5 separate regions of the Mus musculus genome follow, and all the other regions are linked to region 5. A link is a contact called in public Hi-C and promoter capture Hi-C data. All regions are on one chromosome and are shown on one strand. Each heading gives the region's core, a stretch centred on a gene start, on an enhancer-like site or on the middle of the called end of the contact. The rest is flanking DNA. Distances are from core to core; before and after follow the strand shown.

Region 1 (2,700 bases), core at 42-2,541, 3.9 Mb after region 5:
CAGGCAAGTACCAATTGGGGTGGCAGGTGCTACCTAATGCGGACGATTTATAAAGGCTCAAAGGCTCCAGCTGCTGCTCTGACGACTTTGCCCACGTCTGCTCTCAAGAGTGCTTTCCCCTTTTTATATTTTGAAAATGACGTTTTAAAATTTATTTTTGTATGGGGTGGAGGTACGCACACATGGGAATTATAAGACTACTTATGGGACATGGTTCTCTCCTATCATGTGAGTCCACACGATGGGATGCAAGCAGCCAGGCCTGACAGCCAGCAACTTTATTAAGTAAGCCAGCTTTTTTTGTTTTGTTTTGGGTTTGTTGTTGCTGTTGTTGTTTTGGTTGTTTTGTTCTGATTTTTTTTTTTTTTTTTCGAGACAGGGTTTCTCTGTATAGCCCTGGCTGTCCTGGAACTCACTCTGTAGGCTGGCCTTGAACTCAGAGCCACTTTCCCTTTCTTGAGAACTTGTTCGAGGGTTCTAACAAGAAAGCACAACTGCCTGTACTGTAACAAGGACAAGTCCTCCATAGGGAAGGTCGGCCTAACCCAAAGCTGTGGGTGCACAAAGAACAGTAACAGAAAAGCATCCCCGGCCATCAAGTGGGTGACAGACAGCTGGCCCTCACATACATCTCCACCTTACTAATAAACCAGCAGTTTCAGCATGTGGGCAGTGACCCGCAGTAGGGATCACACATCAGATAGTTACATTACAATTCGTAAACTAGCAAAAGTATAACTATGAAGTAGCAACGAAATAATTTAATGGTTATGGGTCATCCCAGCGAGAGGAACTATATTAAAGGGTCACAGCATTTGGAAGGTTCAGAGCCATTGTAATACATAAATGGGCACTATCGCTGCTTTAACCATATGTTCCTGGTCTAATCAGAAGCATGTGTTTAGTTGGGGAGCTCTGAGAGCCCAGTTTAGGTCGTCTGGAGGAGAAAGTGAAGGCCGGAGCATGAACAAATAAGTCACGATGTTCAAAAATGTCGGAAACTATACCCTGGAACCAAAAAACTGGTTGGCTCAAAATGCATCAGAATTTAAATCGTTAATCAGGAGTATCCAGAGTCCCTTATTAACAATGATTAATAATAAATAATGGTTAGCTGTCTGAAGACTCTCGGATTTCCCGGTGTGCAAGCAGAAAGAGCACATCTCTTCCCCACCCACGGACGCACCGCATCCAGCAACCAGCATCCACTCCCATCAGCACCTTTCCCAGGCACAGCTCCGGGGCTGCCGGAACTCTCGCGGAAACATCCTCCACATCTCGAAACCCCGGTGCCGGGACGGGCGGAACTCTCGCGAGAACAGTCGCCACTTAGCAGAGATCCTGATAGGTACGCCGCGGCAATGGCCCGGCCTAAGTCGTCCGGGAGCCGGATGGACAGACAGCTGGAGCATGATGTGTGCGAGCTCGTCCGGCAGGTTACGGGGCTGCAGGACGAGGCGGACCCCAACTTCCAGCTGGCCCTGGACTTCGTCTGGTCCAACTTCAGGTGTGGGATCGCGGCTACGAGCTGAAGTCGCGCGGGCGGGCGGGTCCGGGTCGGGAGTGCGGCCTCCGGCACCCCTGCGTCTGCTGCAGCTGCTGTGCCTTGGTTTCCCCTTAGGTGCCCTTGCGAGAAACCCGCAGTTGCAGCGGCACATTCCTAGAGAGCTGTTGACTCTGCTCACCCGCACGCAGTACGGTGCACATCAAAAGTCATTTGATGGCTGGGAAAGTGAATTTTTAGCGCCAAATTCTGATCACATCCTGTTAGGTTTTTTGGGGGTTTTTTGTTTTGTTTTGTTTTTTGTTTGTCTCACCAACCCCCCTCTTCTCTTGCTCGGACCACTTACAAGTTTCCCCGCTTCTGTGTCCTCCCTTTGCATTGCATAAAACAAATTCAAGTTCTACTATTGAGCAACACATAGCATGTCTAGTAGAAGTCACCCTAAACAGTGAACAGTTTGTCAGACTGTGATCCTGATTCTAAGCGCAGGACGTGAGTGTCTGCCTAGTTCGTGAGACTACAGACCTCTCAGGTTGATGGGAAGCAAGCCAACGATCCAAAACCACAAGTGCAATTTCTAGTTATAACCTATAGAAAGAACAAGGATTCAAAGAAGTCAGGTAACTCGAAAAGCAGATGTACCACAAGTATTTTTTCTAGTGGCAGATAGGAGGGAGGGGATAGTCATTTTAGAGTTGGGAAGAGACATAGATGCTGCATAGTATAACAGAAGTACTAAAAGCATACCTATAACACTCTGTCACCAGTGTCACCCGTAGAAAACATGTGGCAGTCACCTTGTGTTACAGTTGCTTTATTTCCACATGTTGTTCGTTGTTACATTAATGACAGCCTTTGGTCCCACTGCTAAATTTTAGGTTTTGTTGTTGATGATGTTATGTGTATGATTTGACTCTGTGTACACGTGTGCATGTGTGTGCCTGGTGCCCAAGGCAGCTGATCCCCTGGAACTGGGATTATAAACAGCCTGTGGGTGCTGTGAATAGAACCTGGGGACCCTGAGCAATGGCGTGGGCTCTTAACCCCCGAGGCATCTCTCCAGACCCTTTCAAAGCTTTCTAAATATTTGATAATTGTACATGAATATGTTTGCTTTTCTTTGTATTTCATTTTGTACATTTAGCAGAATTATTCAGAGGACAAATGTTAAGATTTCACTGGGCTTCTCTCTTACA
Region 2 (2,700 bases), core at 21-2,520, 4.1 Mb after region 5:
GCACTAGGGAGGCAGAGGAGGCCAGCCTGGTCTACAGAGTGAGTTCCAGGACAGCCAGGACTACACAGAGAAACCCTGTCTCTATAAAAATCAAAACAAAAAACAACCAAACAACCAAACAAAAAAATACTACAGAACCTAATCTCCGATCTAACTTAGCAATACTGTTAGAAATTAAAATTTTAACTTACATGTAAGTTTAATATGGTCTTTCTTTTAAAAAACAGAGATGATTTATTCATTCTCATTTTCTTGGAAACGCTATCCTTTATTCCCATTTAAAGTATTTAACCACGGCAGAGTAGTTCCACCCTGGAAAGAAGAAAATATGGAAGTAGGTGAAAGGACAGAAAATTACTAAATACTTAGATATATAGTTACTGGCCTTCCTGTTCTTTCACTTAGTAAGTACTGTAAGAGCTTCTACATACAGCTTACTGGAATGAAAAACGTCAAATCTCAGACTTCCTCTTTTAACTTTAAAAATAATTAATATGGTATCAAACGGGCACATGATATAGAATCTAAAGAAACTGCACTCAAGACCACTCCTAAACTAAATGCCTTGCCATTATCGTAGAGAAATCAAAGAAGCAGGAACCCCAAACCCTGCATTTTGTGTAAACCCTATTAAGTGCCAGGGAACTGAGTCAAGCAAGCTCAAAACGTTACAGCAAGCCGAAACCATCTTCTGAAAACTCACGAAGGCAAATAAAACTGATATGCAGAACTTAACGAGTACGCGACCGGACAGGGCCAACCAGCCAGACTTCTGCCGGATTGAATGGCAATCAATCCGACTCACTGCGGATCACCAGGGAAGCTGCGTCCACCCCAGAACACGCGAAAAAGCAAGTCGCCCCGGGGCCCTTCTCCGACCTCAGGCGGCCGACACAGCCCGCAGCTCCGCCCTGGAGCTCGCTTACAGGAAGTAGCTACCTTAGGGCCGTCGCAGGCCGGCGGGCGACTCGGCTCCCTCCGGGACGCGACCCCGGTGCCCGCTCAGACCCCCACGCAGGCAGCTCGCTCCTGCGCGCACACAGCCACCGTCTCCGGCGACGTCCCGCGGGAAGTTCGTGCATCCGAGACTGCAGTGAGCGCCGCCTCCTCCATGGGAGAGCCGAGAGGAGCCTACCTCGGACAGCCTTCGGCCGCACCGCGGCCAGCACCAGAAGAGCCGCCGAGAACCTGCCGGGAAACCTGGGCGCAGACTAGTGACGTAAACCGCGCGCGCTGGGCAGGCACAGCTCAGGCCCCGCCTCCGCAAGGCTCTTCGCCCCGCCCTGACAGCGAGCCGGAGGAGCCGTACCTTCTAAGGTCATCTTTGCTCACCTACTCATCAAAAATCCAGCCCTGTTATTTAAAATCCGATTTCCTGGGAGTCTTCACGTGGGACCTTTGGGATGGAGGAGGTGGGTTTGACCGCAAAGGGCGGAAGTGGGCGGGACAAGGAGGCAGGTTTCCAGGGAAGAGACAGTAAAGCTTGTGGAGGAGGACCTTGTGATTTGGACAAGAGATCTTTTCCACGAGATGCACAGGAAACAAAGTAATAGCTTTTTCTCGGCTGCTTTTGCTTTGAAAAGACCATTGAAGGCTGCTGAAAATCCTTGTTTACAGGATATGTTACTCCAAGAACATTTGTTTGGGTGTGTTTGGGAGGGAGATCCTTGTAAAATGAATTATACATTTATTGAAACATTAAAAACAGCACTGTAGTTTTCCTATCTCCTATGCTAATGCTTTGGACGTGATGGTCTAAAACATTGAGGGAGTGGCTAAGTAGCTAATTTAAAAGCTACTCTGCTGTGAACTTGACAACCAGATACCCAAGTGTCTTAGAACTGGCTCTTGAGGACTTATTTTGCTCAATTTTTAGGGTAGGCTAATTTCTAGATGACATGCAAGTGGGACTTTGATGATCAGGTAAATACAGAATGACTCCAATTTTTCCACCTTTCCATGTGTCCACAAATTTTACAGTACCTGCATCTCCACTCTCCCTGAATCTGCATTGGCTGGGGGAATGGTATTGAGCAAAGAAAAATGCAATGAAACTTGATAAGAAGCCCGGACTGGTGGGCAGGAGGGAATAATGGAGAACAAATGTAGTACAATGTAGACCAGGAACAAAGCCACCATACTGACTTCCTTCCTGGCTAACTCAGAATTGCTGGCAAGGGTCAGGTTGGTTCACATCAGCAAAACTGCCCCACTGACCCATCGGCCTAAAAGAAAGAATAAGTGATTGCCACCTCATTTTGGTTTAAATTGATAGGCAGCAATAACTTAACTGATAAAGATGGCAACAGACATCTCCAAAGACCTGTTGATTATCATAAAGGCACTGGTTGGTTCATTTGAACAGGTGTGTGCCGTATGTGGGATCAGCATTGTAATTTAACCGTGGTAGAGAATTATCTTGTGGCACCTCCCTCTCCCTTCCCTTCCTCCTTCTCACTCCCTCCTCCCCATTGTCCTAAACATCCAAGGTACAGATCCTTCTCATCCATCTGCTTTCATCATTACAATCCTTTAGCTACTGTCACACTCATTATCTGGTCCTCCAAGCCAGTACTCACATCACACAGTGGAGTGAGTGTGGTGTGTGTGTGTGTGTATGTGTGTGTGTGTGTGTGAGTGCCTATTTAGTATGCTGCGGGCTCCTTAAATGCGCAAATCATTTTTCTAAGTCATAATGTT
Region 3 (2,700 bases), core at 92-2,591, 4.2 Mb after region 5:
GATCAAAATGATGTGTTTGCTTGGTGTATTCTTGCCACACATGGGTTCTCTTGCCTCTATACCATGCTATGCAACATCAGAAATGCCGTCACCAGATACCAGTGCTATGCTCTTAGACTTAGCCTCCAGAAGTGTGAGGTACAAATGCCTGTATTTATTATTCAGTCATGTTGTTACAGCAACACAAAATGGACTACAAACATCGTTTTTTTAGAGCTAGCAGACACAGTTCTAAAAATGTACGTAGGTAAACATGCTTCAGTATGTGGAGGGACGAAGGGTGTCTTGCATGAGAAGGGAGCCTAAGGGCCAGAGATGCCTCCTCGGGTGTTACCTTCTACTGGTAATTATGCTGTCATGCCTCAGGTTCAAAGCCCTGTCCACCCTAACTGTATTTTGGATGTGGTTGAATTTGAAACCTTGTTCAGATACTTTTGAGTTGAAGCAGAAGTAAATTAGAGTCACACAGTCTTTGGGAGGTGTGATAGACTGTGGATCTTTTATACTGCTTCCTGCTGCTTGAAACAGAGATGTGATGTCTGAGCTATGGCAAATCCCTTGACCCTTGGGAGTGAGTTTGAAGATACATACCAAGGATGACAAAAGACAGGTATTTTAACGTTGCAACTGGGCCACCATACCACTGTGGCATATCCCTCATTGCTGCCTTCTAACACGTGGGAAAAAAATGAACCATCGTATTTAAAACAACAAATCGCACCCAGTTCCTATTTCAAATGTTCTAAGTCCTTTCTTTGCCTTCTCATGGAAAAGTTTAATTTCCACATGCTTGAAGATTATGTTATGTTTTATTTGTAGTTATTTGATTATTCCATGATGATCAGAGAACATATTTTGTGTGATTTTAATTGCTCTTTTCTTACTCCCGCACCCCCATTCCCCCAGGGTCTCTTAACCCAGAATTCACCTGCTTCTGCCTTCCTGGTGCCAGGGTTAAAGGCGAGTACTACCAGGCCCGGATCAATTACTTTTTCTTAAATTTCCTCTTCTGTCCACTGACTCAAAGGCCAAAAGGACGCTGTCGTTAAAGCACAGGGAGCCTCGAGAACCTCGTCCCGCTGCAAATACCTTACCAACTTCGGGTCCCTGGAAGCAAACACAGTCTGGGAAGGGTTGGGACTGGGCAAGCCAGCGTGCGTGCGCACAAGTCCCACCTCCCGGCGTCTGCGGTTGGCTCTCGCTGAGCGGGTGAGTCTCAAGAAGGAAGCTGAGTCGTGCTGAAGGAAGCGGAAGTTGGGGGAGGGGCGTGCGACGCTGCTCGTCCATTGGCTGAAGCCGTCTCTCACCCTTGCGCTATTGGGCGGGCGCAGCCATGCGTCAGCGTGCGCTTCGGGCCGCAGACTGGATCGCGAGCGCCGGCCGGCTCCTGCAGGGAGTGTTCCCTCAGCCGGCTGGCGGAGCAGGCGGCGCCAGGGCTGGCCGAGCTGGGCCGAAGGAGGGCGGAGGGGCCGAAGACGGGCGGCGCCAGGTCCGGGAGAGCGGGGCCCGGAGAGCGGCGGGCGGAAGGCGGGCGTTGGCGCGGAGGAACCAGGGCCTGTGCGCCTCGGAGGCCGCGCAGTCACGGCTGTCTTTTTAGTATTTAGGCGATTGTTGTAGATTTATCTGCAGACATGACTTTTGTTTATTTACCACACTCCGCCGGACTGCTGTAGGTATAGCGGCTGATGCACACTGGTGTCATTTGTCGTTGCGATAGTGAGTTTTTTTTCCTGACGTGTGTCTGTGTGTGTCCCTTTGGATTTAAAGGAGTGGGATGACATTGTGCAGTGGTCGCCGGTGACCACTGTAGGTCCGGCCGGCGTATTGGGAAATCCCAGCGACTCTACCTCTATTGGAAGTGGTATTTCCCTCCCTTCTCCCGTTCTGGGGCCAGCTTTCCCTCTCATCCCTCATCCTCTCGTCCCCTCCCCCAGCTCTCCTTCCCTGTTTTATGTTCTGTCTCGGCCGCGTTAAACAGCAGGATGGTGTAAATAGCAGTTTAAAGAAGCTCGAGGGCTCCAGCGTTTGTGTTTGACTTGCAGGTCTGACCACCCGGAGGAAACATGCCTTCTGAGTCTTTCTGTTTGGCTGCCCAGTCTCGCCTTGACTCCAAATGGTTGAAAACAGATATCCAGGTGGGGTGAACATGGTTTTCTCTTTTCTTTGTGTGTTCCTGTCTCTATAAAAAATGTTTGCTTGAGGAGAATGTGTGAGTGAATGGCAATTAGATCTTGTCTTAGGAAGATTATTTCTTATAATTTACAATGTGACATTTATTATGACTGTTGAAGAGATGCTATGTGGTTGTGGCTTAATTGAAGTTAGTTGTAAGTGCAAGAAACTTGAGATCCAGTTATGCAATTTTTCAGTATTTTTATTCTGGAGGCTTATTTTTATTTGTTTATTTTTTTAAGACAGGGTTTCATATTCCCAGGCTGGCCTTGAACTCCTCAGTGTAGGTGAGGATGACCTGACATCCGATCCTTTTGCCTCCACCTCTTGAGTGCTAGCATTGCAGCACCTTAACACCTTGCTGGGATTATGTGGTATAGTTAGGCAGGTATTTTACCAGCTGAACTCCATCCCAGGTCCTGCCAACATTCTTAATCAAGACTTGACTGTTGTTTGTTTCTTTTTCTTTTTTTCCCCCCTCTTATTTTTAGAAAGGGTCTCCCTGTTAACTCACTGTGCCTGGCTGGC
Region 4 (2,700 bases), core at 84-2,583, 3.1 Mb before region 5:
AAAGTTGATGACACATTCGTACATCCACCCATCTAGTCACTGTAATTATGGTAAATAGTTTCTAGGTCTCGGTGCTGTTCTGGGCACTGGGAGTTCCTAGACAAACACAGTGTTTCCCATCTTCAGTGGGTGTAGGCTTTATGGGTAATCTATGGTGTGCCCAATAAGTAGGGCCACTGACCATAATAATACACTTATAATTTTACTGTTTCAGGGTAATATTTTTTCATGGGTAACCCAGCACTTTATTTCCAGACACTTATTTCATGGTTTCATAGAGTCACAATATTAATTCTGACTTAGCCTCTAAGGATCTAACCAAGCTGGGCTTGGTAACAGACACATCAAGGAATTATCACAAAGAACGGAGTTGAGTCCAGGCTCAGGAAAGCCCTATTGTTTTCTGGACACTGAGGTAGGAGAGAGCTCCCCACTGGTAAGAACCAAGAGTATTCTTGTTTCATAGCCCACCAATGTGTGCAAGACTTATATGCCCTCTCCTCCATGCAGTCTACCAAAAGGGACTGGAGAGGCTTATTCAGTTATATCTCCACCCTCCCTGTGGAACTCTCATATTTTCTGCTTTCTTTTTTGTTAAAACGTATTTTTGTTTCATTTATTAATTTACTTGTGTGTGGAGGTGGCATGGTGAACGAGCTGTGTGTGTGTGTGTGTGTGTGTGTGTGTGTGTGTGTGTGTGTGTGTGTAAGAATCAGTGGAAAGCATCAAGACTTTTCCCTTCCCACCATGATCCAGGAGAACAAACTCAGGTCGTAACACTTGTTGGCAAGTGCCTTTACCACCGCTCACATCTTCTGCTTTCTATGAGGAACCAGGCCCTGATGCTAAAAGTATCTTGCTCAAGAGCACATGACTGAAGAGCAGCAGTTAGGAACTCCCAATGCCTAGAACAGCTAACATCTGTGAGGTTGTCCATGAGGCAGGATGCTCTTCATCTGCCAAAACCCCTGCTGTGGGACTGTAAATACTTTTCCTCAGTTAATTTTCCAAACGCTTACATGAAGTTTGTTCTTGACTCACAGTTGAGAAGATTGAGGTGAGGGAGAGAACTCCACAAGGACAGCTAGCTTTGGGGTAGCCCACTCGGGGACGTTGGAATAACAACAGCCTGAACCTGCACCTGTAGAGCCTTCTGAGTGGGAACCCTAAGTGGTGCCAAGGGTGGGGCTGAAGGAAAGAACATAGCGGGGGCGGGGCAGGGGGCGGGGATGACCGGCAGTTCTCTAGAGGTGAGAAAGTCCCGCCCCCGTGAGAGAGAGATCGGGGATTGGCTTCTCGTGGCGGATTGACAGCCCTAGGATGCGCGCAGTTAGGAGGGCGGAGCGCGAGCCGGAAGTGGGCGAGAGGCGGCTGAGGCGTGCTTGGAGAGCCGCGGCCGCCACTTTGCGCTGGAGCCGCGGCCGAGCGGGCGCGGGTCGTGATGGAGGGCCCGGGCCTGGGCTCGCAGGTGAGCGCGGCTGGACGTGGGCGGCGGTGGGGACGTAAGCCGCGGCCAGGTGAGGCGGTTCCGCGAGGACAGCAGGATCTGGGCCTTGGCCACACTAAGAAAGATGCTGCTTGTCCTTTGCGGTGGCCGCAGAGCGAGGCCGGGCCCTCCTGTCGCCTCCATTCGGCGGCTGGGCGTCACGCACCGGTGCCTAAGTCGGCTGGAACCTGTAAGGTGTCAGGTGACACACCTCAGATAGCACAGCCAGCCTTAGACCTTAGCCTGGAGTCTGAGAGATTCTGTTGAGAAATTATCAGCCCTAGCGCCTAGGCTGCCGCCTTCTCTCCACCTTGTCTTAGCTCTTGTTGCTACCCACATCCTTCCTACTCCTTGAAAGCATCAAGGCTGTGGAGGCAGGAGGAAGGGCGCTCCGTGGTACCATCTGCAAAATCCCCAAGGATTCTATTCTGAGAAGGGCTAGATTAGTCCCAGAGGACAGAGGAGGCCAAAGGGGAAGCTATAAAAGCCAAGAGAACTAAGAATTTGTCCCTTTTGATTGTGACTACTCTAAAGACTTATAACTGGCATTGAATAGATTACAACTTAATATTTTCAGGCTTCTTCAATCCTAGCAAATGTTTAGCGTGTGCTACATGCATTTATGTGCACCTTTTTATCCCAGCTTCAAAGTTTTTAAGCAAAAGAAATCCCCATCTACAGGAGAGTAAACTGACACAGTCTCTAATTCAAGTTATGCTAGAAGTAGATTGATTTTTTTTTTTCAAGCAGTTTGAGGTTGTCACATTGCTTGGACTCTTTAAAAAAAAAAAAATTCCCCAATCCCAAGAGTGTTCTTCATAGCTCTCTATTTTTCTTCTTCAACCAGTTTGGTGTAGGTTTAAGTGGAAAATAACATGCTGAGGTGTTTTTATTGGGAGTTCTTGCATTTTAAAAGAAATGAAAAATGATGTGCAGGGAGCCTGAATTACTATGAAAGAACATAGACTCTTTACATGAAACAGTCTCTCATTATTTTTCTCAGGCTCAAACGTCAGTAAGAGTAGGCCTCATTTCTTAATTACTGTCACTCATTAATAAAAGCCTGTGAGAGCTTAGCTTTACTCCTCCATGCTAAGAGGGAAATAACCCAGCTCAGGTTCCATGACATCAGAAGGGAGAGGATGATTTTAGAGGTTGAGGTTGGTGGGGCAAGATAGACTGTTGTTAATGATAGTTGCCATGGCTGCTTTCTT
Region 5 (2,700 bases), core at 15-2,514:
TATTATATATATTTATATTATGAACCATTTAAAATTGGCCCCTGAATAATTAGGTTTTGGGAGCATGTATATAGGGAATTGGGGAGAACACTGACAATTTGTAAACTGCATAGTCAAGAAGTAGCAGGATGCTGTGCATAGAGGCTTTGGTGAGAAGTATGCTTGTTATTCCCTCTATGGGACAGGGTCTGTCCAGATGCCCAGCCTGGGAACTGAGAATCTACTCTAGCACGATCCCACACTCAAGCACCACCAGGAGGTCTGTCCAGATGCTCATCCCAGGAACCTCGAAATCTCCATCCAAGGCTTTGCGGGACCTTAGGGTCACCAGCACCTCTTCCTGCAGAAATGGCTGGGCATGGCACAAGCTCTGCAGCCTTAGGCACAGCTCTTCCCAGGGCATGTCCTCCATCTGTGTAGGGACCCAGGCACCCTTTTGCAGATCATAGTGCAGCCGCGTGGCCCACGTTGTGAGCAGGTCCAGGTAGGCGCGAGACAGTGCGTGGTGGCAGCCCGCCACGGAGGCCAGGCGCTTGGCTGGCAGATGGCGGCAAAAAGCGGCCAATACCTCGGGACTTTCGAGAAGCCAGCGCAGTAGTTTCTGTGTCTCATCCGCACCCGCAGGGTCCGTGGCCTGGGCTGGCTCCGGGTCTTCCTCGCGTAGCAGCAGCGCTTCGGCAGTCACGTCGAGCACGTGCTCCCGCGGCCCGCGCGTCCACAACGTGTCCAGGAGTTTGCGCGCGGCCGCGGAGTCGGCCCCGCCCAGCTCGTGCAGGCGCGCGTCCAGCAGCTCCGCGTGCGTGCGCAGCAGCGCGCTCCTGGGCGCGTCCCCGCCGAGGCGGCACAGCAGGCGCAGCGCGCTTCCGCGGCGCGCCAGGAGGACCAGGCGCGACTGCGGCACGTCGTCTCGGTGGTCCGCGGCGGGGCCCGGGAACAGCAAGCTCGGCAGCGCGCGGGCGGCGGCGGGCGCGAGCGCGCGGTTCCGCAGCAGGCGGAGGGCGAGCCGCGCGTCCCCGGACTCCAGCGCCGCGAAGCTGCGCAGCCCGAGCGGCCCTCCCCGCGCGGGGAGCCGCCTCTCGAGCGCCTCCCGCACGCGGCCGCGGCCCGCGAAGCGTCGGTACACGTGGAGCAGATAACGCGCCCACTGCAGCGCCCTGCGCACCTTTTCGGCGTCCCACGTGCTCACCAGCGACCCACACGACACGGCCAACAGCTCGGAGAATCGCTCGGTTTGCTGCACAAGCGGCTCCATGGCGGCCGCTTCCGCCCTGACATCCCGAGGCGCGAGCCGATTGGACATGAGCGTGAGCGCCCGCCTCAGCGTGCTGTGCCATTGGACGACGGCCGTGTCAGTCTCGCACCATGGTTTCCGGGGCACATTGGCGCTGAAAATGAACTAGGGCAAAGTCCCAAGCTTTTACTCTGGGTCTGGGAGAGGACGCGTGAGTGCGAGTTTGAGCGCTAGGATTTTATGTGCTCTTTTGTTTTAAAAATGCCAGTGGTAGACATTTAGGCGCTTCCCCGAAAGGGGACCCATGTTCATCATTATTAGCAGTGCGGATGTGATCTGCTTGCGAACTCAAAGCTCTTAAATGGCCCGTTTCCCTGGTACTTGTGGAACCAGGACCCTCACACGCTGTGCTGTGAGTTCCCGGGCTTTTTTCCTTTTTCCTTATTTATATTGTTTACTGATTCTGAGGAAACCTATCACTGAATTGTGCAAGCAGCCTTTCAGTTTGCAGTCCTGCCTCGACTAACCTAGTGACTGGCAGCACTATCCTGAGGCTTACTAGCCATGCAATAAATGAAAGTTTAAGCTCAAAATTAATCTACACATTTATGCTAGACTCTGAATAGTTCTGGGCATTCTTATCAGAACATATAGTTAAGCCAGTTTTGTTTAGTTTTTAGCCATTAGCCCAGACTATAGTGTTTGGCCTTGTGATTTTATTTTAGTCTGTGTGATGGGTTTTAAAGTTTCAGGTGGTAGCTATTAGGAATTACAGAGGTCACTGGTTCATCCACTTACTAAATACTAAGTCACGTGATGTGATAGCCAGTGAAGGACAGGACTGGCGCAGTTGAGATAAATGTAGTTAAAGCTTCCCTGTCCCACAGGAAACACTAATGTTCCTTAGAGAGACTTCAACTTCATAATGCGGTAGACAAAAATAAGAGTCACTAGATCTTAGATGTTAGGGAAAGCCCCATTAAACCTTCCTTTCAACTGAATGCCCAAAGAATACACCTGGAAATGCTTCAAGGCCATGGGAACCGTTAATAAGTCTTAAGCCACCAGAGTGAAAACCAGATCTAATCCAGGGTGAGAAAGAAGTCCAAAACAGCTTCATTTCCAAGTGGCTGGGACAGTTCAGAGAAACTTCACCAGTGCTCACCTTTTCAAAACCAATATTATGTTAAATCTCAGTACCACAGTGAGTAATTATTTGTTTCACAGTAGCCATCTTTTATTAAGTAGCTATGCATCCCTCCGACAGTTTCCCATCAGAAGAATGCACTTTGGATTTCGAACCAGTTTTCCATTTAATTTGGAACAATCTATGTAGAGGCTGAAAGATGATAAACACTTTAATTTCAAGAAACCTATGCACTTGAGGCAGACATTGGGAGGATTCCCAACCCATGTAAGTGTAATTCAAATCAGATTTTGTGTAATTTTAAAGTGCCAGGTATGGTGAT

What was found. Promoter capture Hi-C pulls out the DNA fragments that hold promoters and counts their contacts. Hi-C and Micro-C count contacts between places; a contact is called where the count stands out from the background.
Region 1: a Hi-C map of uterus shows a contact between it and region 5, with 6 times the contacts expected there. The contact joins the promoter of Tubgcp5 here to the promoter of Fancf in region 5. A contact is called at or near these places in 1 of 39 promoter capture datasets (pre-B cells) and 3 of 484 Hi-C or Micro-C datasets (embryonic stem cells, rod photoreceptor and uterus).
Region 2: a contact with region 5 is called in a promoter capture Hi-C map of pre-B cells. The contact joins the promoter of A230056P14Rik here to the promoter of Fancf in region 5. A contact is called at or near these places in 3 of 39 promoter capture datasets (the C10 cell line, cranial neural crest and pre-B cells) and 2 of 484 Hi-C or Micro-C datasets (LSK cells and pre-B cells).
Region 3: a contact with region 5 is called in a promoter capture Hi-C map of pre-B cells. The contact joins the promoter of Herc2 here to the promoter of Fancf in region 5. A contact is called at or near these places in 2 of 39 promoter capture datasets (cranial neural crest and pre-B cells).
Region 4: a Hi-C map of CD4 T cells shows a contact between it and region 5, with 3 times the contacts expected there. The contact joins the promoter of Zdhhc13 here to the promoter of Fancf in region 5. A contact is called at or near these places in 1 of 39 promoter capture datasets (pre-B cells) and 1 of 484 Hi-C or Micro-C datasets (CD4 T cells).

Annotation. Positions count from the first base shown.
Region 1 is chr7:55,792,834-55,795,533 of GRCm38.p6, forward strand. Tubgcp5 (tubulin, gamma complex associated protein 5) reads left to right here and starts at 1,292. Exons shown (of 23, transcript NM_146190.3): 1 at 1,292-1,507. The coding sequence starts at 1,362.
Region 2 is chr7:55,961,261-55,963,960 of GRCm38.p6, forward strand. It overlaps A230056P14Rik (RIKEN cDNA A230056P14 gene), which reads left to right and starts at 1,271. Exons shown (of 6, transcript NR_015495.2): 1 at 1,271-1,412. It overlaps Nipa2 (non imprinted in Prader-Willi/Angelman syndrome 2 homolog (human)), which reads right to left and starts at 1,233. Exons shown (of 7, transcript NM_001256130.1): 1 at 940-1,233; 2 at 192-312.
Region 3 is chr7:56,048,814-56,051,513 of GRCm38.p6, forward strand. It overlaps Herc2 (HECT and RLD domain containing E3 ubiquitin protein ligase 2), which reads left to right and starts at 1,342. Exons shown (of 93, transcript NM_010418.2): 1 at 1,342-1,489; 2 at 2,043-2,135. The coding sequence starts at 2,064. Gm34121 (predicted gene, 34121) reads right to left here and starts at 1,237. Exons shown (of 3, transcript NR_166588.1): 1 at 929-1,237.
Region 4 is chr7:48,787,670-48,790,369 of GRCm38.p6, forward strand. Zdhhc13 (zinc finger, DHHC domain containing 13) reads left to right here and starts at 1,334. Exons shown (of 17, transcript NM_028031.3): 1 at 1,334-1,468. The coding sequence starts at 1,442.
Region 5 is chr7:51,861,003-51,863,702 of GRCm38.p6, forward strand. It overlaps Fancf (Fanconi anemia, complementation group F), which reads right to left and starts at 1,265. Exons shown (of 1, transcript NM_001115087.1): 1 at 1-1,265. The coding sequence starts at 1,252. The coding sequence ends at 221. It also overlaps a transcript of Gas2 not described here.